Regions from separate parts of the Mus musculus genome. Here region 2 is linked to region 1. A link is a contact called in public Hi-C data. All regions are on one chromosome and are shown on one strand. Each heading gives the region's core, a stretch centred on a gene start, on an enhancer-like site or on the middle of the called end of the contact. The rest is flanking DNA. Distances are from core to core; before and after follow the strand shown. Region 1 overlaps Gucy1a2 (guanylate cyclase 1, soluble, alpha 2). Region 2 has its middle 120 kb from the start of Gm45957.

The links. A called contact is a pair of places that touch in the nucleus more often than the background predicts.
Region 2: a contact with region 1 is called in a Hi-C map of embryonic stem cells, with 2.4 times the contacts expected there. The contact joins two enhancer-like sites. A contact is called at or near these places in 2 of 484 Hi-C or Micro-C datasets (differentiating embryonic stem cells and embryonic stem cells), 3 of 115 datasets of contacts at active chromatin or transcription factors (embryonic stem cells and stem cell-derived neural progenitor cells) and 1 of 9 other capture datasets (embryonic stem cells).

What each region holds. Positions count from the first base shown.
Region 1 is chr9:3,867,814-3,875,411 of GRCm38.p6, reverse strand. The region is part of intron 7 of Gucy1a2 (guanylate cyclase 1, soluble, alpha 2); the gene reads right to left. Among named protein-coding and RNA genes, the nearest start is that of Gm45957, 270 kb to the left of the region's middle. Within about 2 kb of position 4,006, at least 15 of the 459 cell types and tissues checked have an H3K27ac peak or open chromatin away from gene starts, as enhancers often do. A contact at or near this core is called in differentiating embryonic stem cells and embryonic stem cells, where this site is marked.
Region 2 is chr9:4,015,292-4,022,889 of GRCm38.p6, reverse strand. No RefSeq gene overlaps it. Among named protein-coding and RNA genes, the nearest start is that of Gm45957, 120 kb to the left of the region's middle. Within about 2 kb of position 2,584, at least 12 of the 459 cell types and tissues checked have an H3K27ac peak or open chromatin away from gene starts, as enhancers often do. A contact at or near this core is called in differentiating embryonic stem cells and embryonic stem cells, where this site is marked.

The DNA of each region.
Region 1 (7,598 bases), core at 2,757-5,256:
TTTATGAAATTTTTATCCTAGAAAGTAGACTTAAAACAATGTCTCTTTAATGAAGCATTAAAAGTTGCACTGTCATGCATTTATATGTATAAATTGGCAGCCAAACTTTGTAACATGATATTGATGTTTCTAGTATTGAGTTTAAAGATGATAAATTGTTTAAAATTGGGATTTGCTCACCAAAAGTTATATATATATTCTAAAGTTGCATTTAAAAACTTAAATTATAGTTAAAATTGCCAATGTTCCATTGATTGCAGCTTGCAGTTTGATTGCAAATTTAAGATCTTTAATTCACCTATGTATTTTAATTAGGATAATTACACGAGTAATCATCTGATTAGAGCACTAATAAAGCTCTCTGTGGCCATACAATTATACCAAGCTCAGAGCAGCCTCAGCAGGGCTTGTGTGGCTTTCTTTTGTTTTGCAAACAGTGCCTAGGGAAGTTCTTGCCTGCCTTCAGGGGAATTTCTTTTTAGAAAAAAAAAATTGTTGCAGATCTATCCAGATGTTGTTCTAAATAATGCTTAAATTCAGAATTTATAAAAGTTCCATCTAGCTGTAGAATTTATCAAGACATTACAATCTGGCTTGCCTACTTTATATAAAATTATTATAGATTGAAAAGTTTGTTTTTTTTCTTTGCATTCTGATAATTATAAATGGTTTGCTTCTAGTGAACTGGTGATCACTGGAAAATTTTGCCTCTAGGTATGGCTAATATAGCTTTACATTATGTAAGAAAAAATTTATTGTCTCTGCTTCTATACAAGAAGCTAAGAGTTTGAATCTTTCAGTGTGGAATGTATTTAATTAGCTAATTCCTCTAAAAGGAAGTTTACTTCAAATCTTTGCTCTTACACAGTGAGCTTTAAAGTTCTGGGGAGTAGCTGTTGCTCCAGAAAAGAGTCAGAGGCAACATCTTTATAATATTTCGGGTTTTAGTTATACTAGAAAATTGTGGTACAGAAAATCTAAGAAAGAAAAATTGATTTGCTTCAAAATTTTATTTTCAAAAGCTTCTAGGAGATGTTAATTGGCTAAGACCTCACCTTAAGGTCTCAAAGTGACTTAAACCTTTGTTGGATGTTATCTCTAGAGACACAAATTAACTAGTAAAGACCAAAAGGCTTTGCAGAAAGTAAAGGAAGCTTCTATAATTGTTACCAGTTATAATCAATGGTAATGAAATACTACCTGCTTATTTTAGTTATGGTTATTAAATTTGCCCACAGCAATTCTTTGGCAAAAGAAAACATTAATGTAAAATCATCTTTCTTCACCTCAAAGAAAAGTTTTAACATCCTATTATAAGGCTGCTTTGGTGCTACATAAGAATTGTAAGATAAATTCATATATTTTAGAAAAACTATAACAAAAATCATGTCTTAAAAACCTGACAAAGTGTCTGTTCCTTGTTCCAAACAGCAATTAAATTGGTCATTGCAGAATATTGATATTTGGCCTATTGTATACCATCATTTTAAATAAAATTGATAATCACTATCCTAAAGATAAGTTAAAAATTGTTTTTATTTATGCTTTTGTATCTCCTGTAAATTTATGCATGCATGCATCCCATTTACTGTATTTAAAAACAGCCCTTCTATGGGAAAAAGTATATGTGAATTGGATCACATGTTTATTCGTTTGAGTTTCTTCCTGCTTCAACACAAATAATTAAATTGTGTGCTGTAGACAGTGTTGTAAAATGTTGAATAATCAAGCTTTAATTTGTATATTAATAGTCAATATATATCTCAGAACTTACAATTGCTTAAAATTGTTTGCTCCTCAGATACTATAAATTCTCAAATTTGCAATTGTTTATGCATATACAACTCATAAGAAAAAATGCTGTTCTTTTAAGAAGACTGGTTTTGGACATTTAAAAATTTGTCCTAGATTGCCTGGACCTCTTAAGGCAATGCCCTGCTAGATTTATATCCCAGCCAGATTACAGGCCTTACACAAAAATAATTGGCCATATAATCTCGTTCTTTACATCATCAAAATAGTAATGGCTTAAGATAATATTTTGGTATTTTTAGAGACTGTGCATGTCAAATTGTAAAAAATGCGTTCTTAGTGTCCTCAGTTTCTACCTGTTTCCACATAATGGTGTTAGTTCTTGGGGACTTATACTTAGTTACTTGCTGCAAATGGATACTCTTATTTCTGATAAATAAATAAATAAATAAATAAATAAATAAATAAATAAAGCACATGTGGCCATTAATACCTTTTCAAGCTTTCTAGTTACAACTGCTCTACAAAAGAAACAACTAAAAGTGTAGTTAGCTATTGCCTATGTTAATTTTTTTTATATACTTGTTGTTCCAAATCAGATTAAAACAGATAATGGAACTGGCTTTATAGCCAGTATTTGAGATGTTTTCTCAACAATTTAATGTTACCCATGCTACTAAGACTTTTTATAATTCTCAAAGACAAGGTATTGTGGGACTTTAAAAACTGTATCTTCTTAAAAAACAAAAAAAGGGAGTAATTATATCCCCATGCACATTATTTAAATCACATTTTTATTTTTAAAATTTGGATGTCAACTTACTAAATGCCTTATAGTATCTTAAAAGTAGACATAATCATGAAAAGGATCTACTTCTTGGCATATGGCTTGATCCTGAACAGCTACCCTATATTGGGGAAGAAGGAAAGCTTAGGTTTTCTCCACGGAATGCTGCAGAAGCATGACAACTGCCAGAATGATTTATGTGACAGGCCGAGCTGTGAGTTCACTGAGTGCCCTGATGGTGTTGACAAGAAAGCTTATTTGGGTATATGTTTTTGACCCACCCTTGCTTGCCTTTGTCCCATATTGGACAAGCTAAGCTGCCTTGCTTCAAGCTTTTTAACCTTATGGGACAGAGAACATTAGAGGCCGTGGAATCTGACTTAAAAAAAAATTAGTCATAAGTAGGAGTTATAATGATTCTTCTCTTTCCTTTAATGTCCACCAGTTATTCTAACTCAATCTTGGACTGGTGTAGTAATAATTCCAATATTAGATATTCCTATTATGAATATAGCTAAAAATCTTTATTAGCTAGTAAAGTTAAGTTGGAATTTACATGAGAAACAGCCTTTCTGTTGATTCTCAAAGCCACCTCTCCTACACCAGGATGCCAGAGTTTGAACCTGATCATTGCTAATTTGCAACTGAATAGAGTACCTGGACTTCCCCAAAGAAGCTTTTATCTTGTTGTTTTTCAACTGTCTAGACTTTGTTTTTCCAAGCAGATCAGTCAATGCCATACAGCCTGTCTACAGCAAACATGCAGCCTCTCCTCCAGCAAGCACAGGTGGCAGAAATTCATCGATATGAAGAAGCATAATTTTTTGTTTCTTTGTTTTTGTTTTTTGAGACAGGGTTTCTTTGTATAGCCCTCCTGGACCTTACTTTGTAGACCAGGCTGGCCTCGAATTCAGAAATCCACCTGCCTCTGCCTCCCAAGTGCTGGGATTAAAGGCATGCACCACCACACCTGTTTTGTTTGTTTGTTTGTTGTTTTGTATATATTGTGGCTTTGGTCTGATTTGGGAATAAGGTGTACTATGAGGGCCAGTTAGCCAATGTCGGGCAACCAGATTTCTGAACTATATCAATCTAAGACAGAGGTATATGCCAAGAGGCCATGATTTATTAATAATACACCACAGAGCCATGTTTGTGCAAAATAAACACAAACAAGGTCCATATATTCTCCTTGACGGATAAGAATAGTTCATGGAAAAATCTGAGTCCCCAAAACAGGTGCGGCCGCCAGCCACCATAATTCCCAGGCAGGACTATGGAGCATAAATAAATGTTATGCCCCAGTCCAGCTAATTTTTATTAAATATTTAGGGAGGAATTGGAGCCTCCCCCAGCTTTGAAGCAGGCTGATTCAGACCTCACTGCCCCTGAGTATAAGACCACTTGGGGTGGAACCTTCTGACTTAGATGGCTCTATTGTTCTGTCACCTGACACCGCTCTTCTCCAAGACACTGCTACCTGCTGAGAGGCCCTTGAGATTTTCTGGAGACAGCATCTGGCAGATCACCTAAAGGCTGGTGACAGGCACCAAGAATGGATAGATGGGGATGGGCCTCCCCTCTTTATAAACACAGATTCTTAGTGAACTTTGGGGTCTTGAACAGAAATGTGTCTTGGCCTCCATTATTTCTCTCGCTGTTTCCTTACATACGGCTCCAGCCTCCCACTCAGGAACCCAGTTAGTGTGGCCGCTGGCAGTTACTTGTGTGTGTGTGTGTGTGTGTGTGTGTGTGTGTGTGTGTGTGTGTGTTTGTGTGTGTCTTGTGTCTTCACAAAATTTATGAATTAGTTTTTGTAGTGGTCATTTCTTGCTAGTTTGATTTGATCCCTCTCTTTCATGTCAAAGCACTGAAAAAAATGAACAGTATCTTTGCAACTTTCTTTCTATTCAAGTGTGATGTGGTAATGAACCAGCCACAGGCAGCTCAGATAGAAGCAAACTCCAAAACAGAACTTTGATATATTCAAAGATCTAACACCAAAGTGGTGTTGATATTACTGATTCAGTCCTAAACTGTGAGCCTCATTACCAGAAAGTTACAGTTGAGTTAAATGATACGACAGTTGAAACTTTGGAAGTGGTTTCTATGTTCACACTGCTGTACTCTGAAACCTCTCCTGATACCTTTCAGCAAGAGCTACGAGAGAGCAGCCTATGGGTATGATCCTAGTCTTGGTAACCATAAAATTACAGCAGCATTGCTGAGCTCATACCACTTCTCTCTCAAGCACTTAGTGGGCACCCAGTGACACCCTCCCAGCCTGCCACAGCTGAAGGACCTTATGGATAAGATAGGTTGAGTCAGCACCCAAAATATCCTCATGAGAGAAGATACCCCAAAGGGATCTTGCAGCAGCAGTTTCTGCTGGACTAGATGTTCCCTACGTGGGGAGATATCAATTTAATCTTTATATTAACATAGTATCATAAGAAATGTTTGTGTGAGTAAATCCAAACATAATCACAAGACAAATTACAAATGACCAATGCCTCTCAGGACTTGTACTTTTGGCAGCATTGGAGAATTTTACCTCAACTTTCCTGATTTTTCAATAAAAAATTATACTCCAGGAAAGGATAAAGATAAACCCAAATGTTCACTCTGCTGTTTTCTGGGTATCTTTTCCCTAAGGAATTCATTTGAAGTTATCATGACATTCAGCACTATTCAGAGACTAAGTACTAGACAAATTCCTTGGTGGGCAGATAAGGAGAAGAGCCTCACCCAGGTGACAAATTTCCAAGACCACTGGCTTCTTCCTCACTCTCCTAACTTTTGACAAAAGCCATGCAGCTTAAAACAAAGGCTTTATTAGATTTTTTTTTCTACCAACTGCAGGCCCCCTGCTGATGGGCTGGCTCAACAAGTTCAAGGTCTGTTCAGGATGTGAAACACAACACTTCTGGGTTAATCAACTATCCCATCTTTCTTCAAACTGAACAGCCTAAATTATGAAAAGTCTTCCAATAGTTTAAAATCCTCAGCCCTCAAGAAGAGACTGGATTTTTCTGCTTTTCAGGCTCCCCTCTGCTGTGCAAAAGAATGTCTTCTTCTCTGTGTGATTGCTGCACCAATGTGGTTCTTCACTCCCAATTTTTCAATTGCTGATCTGTTGTGCTTGAGGTTTCTCTGAGCCATTGCCCTTAGAGATTTTTCTCTGTCTTTATATTTTAACTGGAAAAACCCCAAACTCAATCTAGGTTCATAGACTATATAATTATATTTTAAGAGTATTGTGGAAAATGACAGTTTCTAAAATGGAAGACTTAACAGGGAGAGGGCATCTTGTGTGTTTCTAAGTCTTCTGAAGACCCCAAGATTTTCTTTCTTCTACCTGAGTACAAGAGAAGAAACTATACTTTGTGGATTTTCTTTTTTGGGGGGGTTTTTTTGGGGGGGAGGGGGAGGGGTGGTATTTTTTGTTTTTGTTTGTTTGTTTTGTTTTGTTTGTTTTTTGCTTCACTATTACAAGATCATGTACAATTTGAGGATAAGGTCAAAGAAACTTTACATATCTAGTCAGCCAGACAACTTCAAAATGAATTTATTTCCTGGAAACAACATTCCTGGACATACAAAAAAGTAAAAATATATCTCACAATGAAATAAAGCATAAGAAGAAAAGTTTTATTCAATTAAAAATAGTTACTAGCCTGCGTAATTGTTCGGCAGAAATGTTTTAAAGTTGCCAATGTGTGGATTCTAAATCTCATAGTAATGTGTAAATTAAACCAAGATTATCTTCTTAGGTGTTTATTGAAAACTATAAAGGAGGAAGTATGAGGCATTTCTGTCTTCTATACCTCATTCCCTTCTGTTGCAGTTAAGTTGGGAGGTAACAAGGCTTGAATCCAGAGTCCAGTTTGCATCCTGGTATGGAGAGCACACAACTGGCCATATTTTCACATTCATGGCAATACTAATGCCTCTCATATTAGACTGTGAGTTGTGAATAAGGATGGATAACTTATTGCCTTCTTTGGGTACTGCCAATTTGAACTTTAACAGTACATTATCTTTATATGCCTCAAATTCAAAGAGATTTAAAATGTAAAACACTCATTTAAAAGTTTTGCTAGCTCTGTTTGGGGTCATTGCTATCTTGGCCAAATTATCAAGTTCATTTCCCCCATTAGAATTTCCATAAGAAGTCAATGTACACATTATTGAATATACTTAAACATTTGCAAAACATGAGAATGGGATGAAGGAGTAAGATGATATTCTTCCTAATGGGAAAAACATTCAATAATATGTCTGTCAGTTTCCAAATAATCAGAGCATAATTTATGAGCACCACAGTAAATCCCAATGAAAAGTTTTGAAATAGGTATTCATTTTAAAGTTGAGAAAACGTTTGCCCAAAGAAACTTCCTTGCTAAGTTTTACAAAGACATCAAATTTTAGAGCCAAGATGCTCACTGAGACATTTAGCTCTGAGCTTGGAAACTTATACACTGACTTCTCTGACCCATCGGACAGTGCTATAGGTAAGACAGAATTGAGGAAGCAGCTTAGTTTTAATAGGAAAAAAAAAAAAAAAAAAGGAAGTCTTTCACACAGGAGGGAAATGAAGTCACCCAGACACTCTGAAGCCTAAATATTGACAAGTTGTTGTGATGGTTTCTGTATGCTCAGTCCAGAGAGTGGCATTATTAGAAGTTATGGCCCTGTTGGAATAGGTGTGGCCTTGTTGGAGTAGGTGTGACACTGGGAGTGTAGGCTTTATGACCATTGTCATTCTAGCTGCCCGGAAGCCAGTATTCTGCTAGCAGCTTTCAGTTGAAGATGTAGAACTCTAAGTTCCAGCTGTACCATGGCTGCCTGAATGCTACCATATTTCTGCCCGATGATAATGGACATAACCTCTGAACCTGTAAGCGAGCCCCAATTAAAAGTTGTCCTTATACGAGTTGCCTTGGTTATGGTGTCTGCTCACAGCATTAAAACCCTAACTAAGACAGTTATTAAATGAGAAAAAAATGCTTAAAAATTAAGGAAAATTTCATATTAAAGTAAATAAAGAGTTTCTACA
Region 2 (7,598 bases), core at 1,335-3,834, 150 kb before region 1:
CAGATTTCAGCATTTTTAAGTTTCTTTTGCAATATTAGACTATAACTACAACTTTGGGAAATTTTAATTATAATTTTTAAGTTTTTTAATGCAATGTTAGAATATATATATATATATATATATATATATATATATATATATATATATAAAACGTTTGGTGAGCAAAACCCAATCTTAAACAATTTAAACAATTTATCATCTTTAAAATCAATACTAGAAACATCAATATCATGTTATGAAGTTTGGCTGCCAATATATACATATGAATACATGACAGTGCATATTTTAATGCTTCATTAAAGAGACTTTTTTTTTTTTTAGAAAATCTTATCTCTATAAGTCTACTTTCTAGGATAAGAATTAATTAAATATTATCGCAATTTAGAAGTATCATAGAGGCCTAGTTTTCTGAGCTGGTTTTTGCCACGTGTTGTTATTTAAAACGACACCAATCCTGAGTTACCAATTTAAAGTTAACTTTCTAGTAACCAGTGTTACTCCTTTTTGATCATACCCAATAACTATAAGCCAATATTTTATGACCAAGACATGCAGAGCATATTTACACCTTTAAGACCAGTCAAAAACCAAATTAAGTGGCTACATGAATCTTATAAATTTAGACCAATCAAAGAATTTTACTTTTTATAGCTATAATTTTAAGATAAAAAGCACTTTGTCAATTGCTGAACCCAATTGTAGAGAATATTCTAGGAAAAAAACCAACTATCAGCTTTTTTGCCTTAGAACTAAGAAGCTTCATACTCTTTTTTATTTTATTTATTTATTTATTTATTTATTTATTTATTTATTTATTTAGTAAACTGTTTTTCAGCAGGAGCTTCCTTGCTTTGCATCCTGGCTACATGCAGGGCAAATTAAATCAGCCTCTGCTGGGTAGACTGACTAAATCAAGAGATTGAAAGCGAGCATATGAAGTTTTAACTATTTTTCTTTTTCAACATGAAACATAAAACATAAAACATAAAACAACAGTCATTCATACAACGAAACAAAGACAGATGAGAACTGACACATGAACATATGTTTGTGTTTGGTGCACCAAACACAAACAACACAGAGATTATAGAGAACTTGATGTAACCAAATCTAAGTGTGTCTCCTTTAGGGGCCAGACAGAAGGCCAGACGTCTCCAGATTTCCCTGTGTTGCTGGGAGAGTTCTGAAATCCAGTTTCCTTCTGTCTTTTTGTTTGTTTGTTTTTTGGGTTTTGGGTTTTGGTTTTTTGTTTTTCTTTTTTCTTTTTTCAAAGTTATTTGATATATATTACTATATATTTAACATACATTTAATTACATTGTTAAATGTATAGTATTAAGTATATATATATATTATTAGGTATTTATTTCATTTACATTTCCAATGCTATCCCAAAAGTCCTCCACCTGCTCCCCCACCCACTCCCCCACCCACTCCCCCACCCATCCACTCCCACTTCTTGGCCCTGGCGTTCCCCTGTACTGAGGCAGATAAAGTTTGCATGACCAATGGGCCTCTCCACTGATGGCCGACTAGGCCATCTTCTGATATATATGCAGCTAGAGACACGAGCTCTGGTGGGTTCTGGGTAGTTCATTTTGTTGTTCCACCTATAGGGTTGCAGACCCCTTCAGCTCCTTGGGTACTTTCTCTAGCTCCTCCATTGGGGGCCCTGTGATCCATCCAATAGCTTACTGTGAGCATCCACTTCTGTGTTTGCTAGGCCCCAGCATAGTCACACAAGAGACACTATATCTGGGTCCTTTCAGCAAAAAATTGCTGGTGTATGCAATGGTGTCAGCGTTTGGAGGTTTTTTTGTTTTTCGAGACAGGGTTTCTCTGTATAGCCCTGGCTGTCCTGGAACTCACTTTGTAGACCAGGCTGGCCTCGAACTCAAAAATCTGCCTGCCTATGCCTCCTGAGAGCTGGGATTAAAGGCATGTGCCACCTGATCGATCTCTCTCTCTCTCTCTCTCTCTCTCTCTCTCTCTCTCTCCCCCTATTTTTTTTTTTGAATTTTATTTATTTTATTTTATTATTTTAAGCCCTACTCCTCTCGCCTGATGCAGTTCCTGACAGCGGACAAATGCCTGTTTTCTTTTCACTCCCATTTTCCACCATCAACCCCTAGCTGATATAAGCACTGGGCCAACGCTGACTCAGTCTAGCCTGAATCCCTTTGCACCTACCGCAACAATTTCGAAAAGATGAAGTTTAAAGCCAGCGCTAGCATGAAAAAAAAGTGTTGCTCACTGTGCCTTATACATCTTCTTAATCTTTCTTGTAGAGCTCTACTAAGACAGTGTTCTCTCAGTTGATCCATCCATACTCCTGTCACTGTTCGGACACCACCTGTAGCCGCCTGCGGCCAAGCTAATTGAGTTCCTGAGTGAGAAGCTGGGGCTGTATGGAAGGAAACATCGAAAGAAATAATGGAGGCCAAGACTTGTTTCTGTTCAAAGCCCCAGAGTTTACTATGAGTCTGTGCTTATAAAGAATGGAGGCCCATCCCTTGCTGATCCATTCTAGGTGCCAGTTACCAGCCTGTAGGCGATCTGCCAGATGCTATCTCTGGAATGTCTCAAGAGCCTCTCAGCAGGTAGCAGTGTCTTGGAGAAGAGCAGCAGCAGGTGACAGAACAATAGAGCCATGTAAGTCAGAAGGCTCCACCCCAGGTGATCTCATACTCAGTGGCCTGGAGGTCTGAATCAGCCTGCTTCAAGGCTGGGGAAACTACAACAATCCACAATAAACTCACTTTATGTGTTGCTAGGGATGGATTTCATGACTTTCTGCATGCCAGATAAGTACTCTGACAAAATAACTTTTTTTTTTCAGTTGACAAAGTTGGTGAAAACATTTAAGCATATATTTATGCCTCTACTATTGAAAACTTACTGCTTCTAATACCTAAACAGGATTTTTCTTTTTTGTTTATGTTTGTTTGTTTGTTTTGTCTTTGTTTTTTGTTCCTGCTAAATAGGAAATATATTAAATGATTAAAATACTTTAAAATATATTCCTTTATTTTTAACTTACAAAGATGAATCTAAAGGTAGAAATCAACAATTTTGTCCCTAGCTTTACAAAGCATATAGCCCAGTTTCACTGACATTCTTCAAGTCACATTGACATACTGGAAGTCACATACTTCCTTTCAAAAATAAGAACCAATATACATCTAAGTAATGAATCGATTGTTAAAAATGTATGGATTTAAGTTATTGATTTGTGTTGTTTTTTGTTTGTTTGTCTGTTTATTTTTTAATTAATGCAGTACAATTTGTTCTAGTAGACTGCTCCTGGGAAGGAGGGTTGCCCTAAATGTTGCCCAGACTTTGCACCATTAAATAAAGCTCAGTTTTTCCACTCCCAGCAGCAAGGGAATATTAATAGGTACTTTGCTTGGGTGTGACTTTGTACCATATTTTCACTTCCATACTGGAATTTCATCTTGTTTGGGCTTACACAGGTTTTGTGAATACTGTCATAATCTCCATATGTTGATGTAGGAGAAAGAGAAAGATATTAGGAACATGATGAAGAGAGAAATTGGATAGAGCCTTCAGGTGGTGAAGAAGTTTGTGGAGGGAACTAAAAATGATCAGAATAAATTATATAAAAATTTAAAATAATAAAAGTATAATTAGAAAAGTAAAGCCTAGATGATAGGCAGAAAGGGAATCTGAATAAAAAATATCAGTATTCCTCTGTGAAGAAGTAGGTGTATATTTCTGTCAGTAGTGATAATGGTTTTATGTATAAAATAATTAGGTGGGATGCTATTGGCTTAGTAACAAAGAATGTGACTTTGAAGTATGAATTTACTTCTTTTTAGCCACAGCAATATGTAAGAAGTAATTTTATTCCAGTTGGCAACAGATTTCATATTAGGAAACTTGCAGTAATAATATCTATTCTTCCTACATAAGGTCAAGACCCTGAAAACTTTAAAATGCTTTAAAATTGAGACACTGTAAAAGGTGATTCATCAAATATTAGATAACAGATGAAATAATAGCTTTATATTAACCTGTATTTATTATTGATCTCAGCAATTCTGTTTCTTTTTCAAACTAAAACAGAGAATTAGACCTACTTTAAGGAATTTTGACTGCTTTGACTCTATTTTTTTAAAATATTTTTTTTTATTTACATTTCAAATGTTATCCCCTTTCCAGGTTTCTCCCCCTCCTGAAAACATTCTATCACATCCTCCCTCCCCCTGCTTCTATGATGATGTTCCTCCATCCAACCACACATTCCCACCTCCCACCTCTCTATTCCCCTACACTAGGGCATCTATCAAGCCTTCATGGGTCCAAGGACCTCTCCTCCCAATGATGCATGACAAGGCCATCCTCTGCTACATTTGCAGCTGGAGCCATGGGTACTCCTTTTTTGATGGCTTAGTCCCTGGGAGTTCTGGGGGGTCTGGTTGGTTGATATTGTTGCTCTTACTGTGGGGTTGCAAGCCCCTTCAATTCCTTCAGCCCTTTTTTAGAGAACTCCTCTATTGGGGACCCCACACTCAGTCCAATGGTTGACTACAAATATCAGCCTTTGTATTTGTAAGGCTCTGGCAGAGACACTCAGGAGACAGCCATATGAGGCTCCTTTCAGAAGCACTTCTTGGCATCAACAAAGGTGTCTGGGTTTTGTAACTATATATGGGATGAATCCCCAGGTTGGATAGTTTCAGGGTGGGCTTTCCTTCAGTCTCTGCTAAACACTATACCTCCATATTTGCTCCTGTGAGTATTTTGTTCTTCTTCTAAGAAGGACTGAAGTCCCTACCCTTTGGTCTTCCTTCTTCTTGAGCTTCATGTGGTCTGTGAATTTTATCCAGGTAATTTGGAGCTTTGGTATTAATATCCACTTATCAGTGAGTGCATACCACATGTATTCTTTTGCAATTGGGTCACCTCACTCAGGATGATATTGTCTAGTTCTATCCATTTGACTTAGAATTTCATGAATTTTTAATAGCTGAGTAGTACTCCATTGTATAAATGTACCACATATTCTTTATCCATTCCTCTGTTGAAGGACATCTGGGTTCTTTCCAGATCCTGGATACTATAAATAAGACTGCCATGAACATGGTAGATCATAAGTCATATATCCTTATTAAATGTTGGAGCATCTTCTGGGTATATTCCCAGGAGTGATATAGCTGGGTCATCAGGTAGTACTACGTTCAGTTTTCTGAGGAACTTCTAAACTGATTTCCAGAGTGGTTGTACCAGTTTGCAATCCCACCAGCATTGAAGAAGTGTTCCTCTTTCTTCACATCCTTACCAACATCTGCTGTCACCTGAGTTTTTTATTTTAGCCATTTTGACTGGTGTTAGGTGGAATCTCAAGATTGTTTTGAATTGCATTTCTCTGATGTCTAAGGACGTTGAACATTTCTTTAGGTGCGTCTCAGCCATTCGATATTCCTCAGTTGCAAATTCTTTGCTTAGCTCTGTACCCAATTTTTTAATAGGATTATTTGGTTCTATGGAGTCTAACTTCTTGAGGTCTTTATAAAATTGGATATTAACCCTCTATCATTGTAAAGATCTTTTCCCAATCTGTTGGTTATCGTTTTGTCCTATTGCAAAGTCCTTAGCCTTACAGAAGCCTTGCAATTTTATGAGGTACCATTTGTCTATTCTTGATCTTATAGCACAAGCTATTGGTGTTCTGTTCAGGAATTTTTCCCCTGTGCCCGTGTATTCGAGGCTCTTCCCCACTTTCTCTTCTATAAGTTTCAATGTCTCTGGTTTTATGGGGAGGTCCTGATCCACTTGAACTTGAGCTTTGTACAAGAAGATAAGAATGGGTCAATTTGCATTTTTTTACTTGCTGACTGCCAGTTGAAATAGCAACATTTGTTAAACATGCTTTTTTTCCACTGGATGATTTTATCTCCTTTGACAAAGATCAAATGACCATGGGTGTTTGGGTTCATTTCTGGGTCTTCAATTCTATTCCATTGATCTACCTGCCTGTCTCTATGTCAATACCATGCAATTTTTATCACTTTGAGGTCAGGGATGAGTTTTTTATGCAGTTTGAGGTCAGGGATGGTGATTTCCCCCAGAAGTTCTTTTATTGTTGAGAACAGTTTTCACTCTTTTTGTTGTTGTTATTGTTGTTCCAAATGAATTTGCAAATTGCTCTTCCTAACTCTATGAAGAATTGGTTTGTGATTTGGTTGGGGATTTCATTGAATCTGTACATTGATTTTGTCAAGATGGTCATTTTTACTATATTTATCCTCCCAATCCACGAACATGGGAGATCTTTGCATCTTTTGATATCTTCTTCAATTTACTTCTTCAGAGTCTTGAAGATCTTGTCATACAGATCTTTGTCTTGCTTGGTTAGAATCACACCAAGGTATTTTTATATTATTTGTGACTAGTGTGAAGGGTATCATTTCCATAATTTGTTTCTCAGCCTGTTTATTCTTTGAGTAGGGGAAGGCTACTGATTTGTTTGAGTTCATTTTATATTCGGCCATACTGCTAAAGTTGTTTATCAGGTTTAGGAGTTCTTTGTTGGAATTTTTCAGACACTTAAATATAGTATCATATCCTATGCAAATAGTGATATTTTGACTTCTTCCTTTCCAATTTGAATCCTTTGATCTCCTTTTCTTGTCTAGTTTCCATAGCTAGAACTTCAAGTACTATGTTGACTAGATAGGGAGAGAAAAGGCAGTCCCTGATTTTAATGGGATTGCTTCAAGTTTCTCTCCATTCAGTTTGATGTTGGCTACTGGTTTGCTATATATTGCTTTTACTATGTTTAGGTATGAGCCTTGAATTCCTGATCTTTTCAAGACTTTTACAATGAATGGATACTGAATTTTGTCAAATGATTTTTCAGCATCTAATGAAATGATTATGTTTCTTTTCTTCAAGTTTTTTATGTAGTGGATTACATTGATAGATTTCCATATATTGAACCATTCCTGCATCCCTGAGATGAAGCCTACTTGACTGAGGTGAATGGTCATTTTGATGTGTTCTTGGATTTTTACCTGAGTTCTCCTGTATTTCTTTAAGGGAGTTATTTATATCCTTCTTAAAGTCTTCTATCATTGTCAGAGAAATGACCTTAAATCTGAGTCTTGCTTTTCCCATGTAGTGGTGTATTCAAGACTTGCTATTTTGGGAGAATTATGTTCTGATGGTGCCATGTAGCCTTTGTTTTTGTTGCTTATGTTCTTACACCTGTCTTGCTCCATCTGATTATCTCTAGTGCTCCCTGCCCTCACTATATGTGACTGTAGCCTGTCCTTCCTCTAGTCTTGATTGAGTCAGAACTCCTCAGAGTCCAGCTGTCTCTGTGATCCTGTGATTCCAGCATCCTATGAACCTGAGATTCTGGGTGTGTCAGAGTTCCTAGGAGTCAAGCTGCCTCTGAGCCCCTGAAATCCTGGTGTAATCAAGCTTCTGTGATCCTGTGATCCTGGGTCTGCTAGAGAACCTTGGATTGAGGCATCCTCTGGAGGCTGTGGGACTGGATGCTGAGTTTGTGACCAAGGTAAAGAAGGGCAGATCAAAAGGAATGACTCTATTCAATAAACTATTACAAAAGA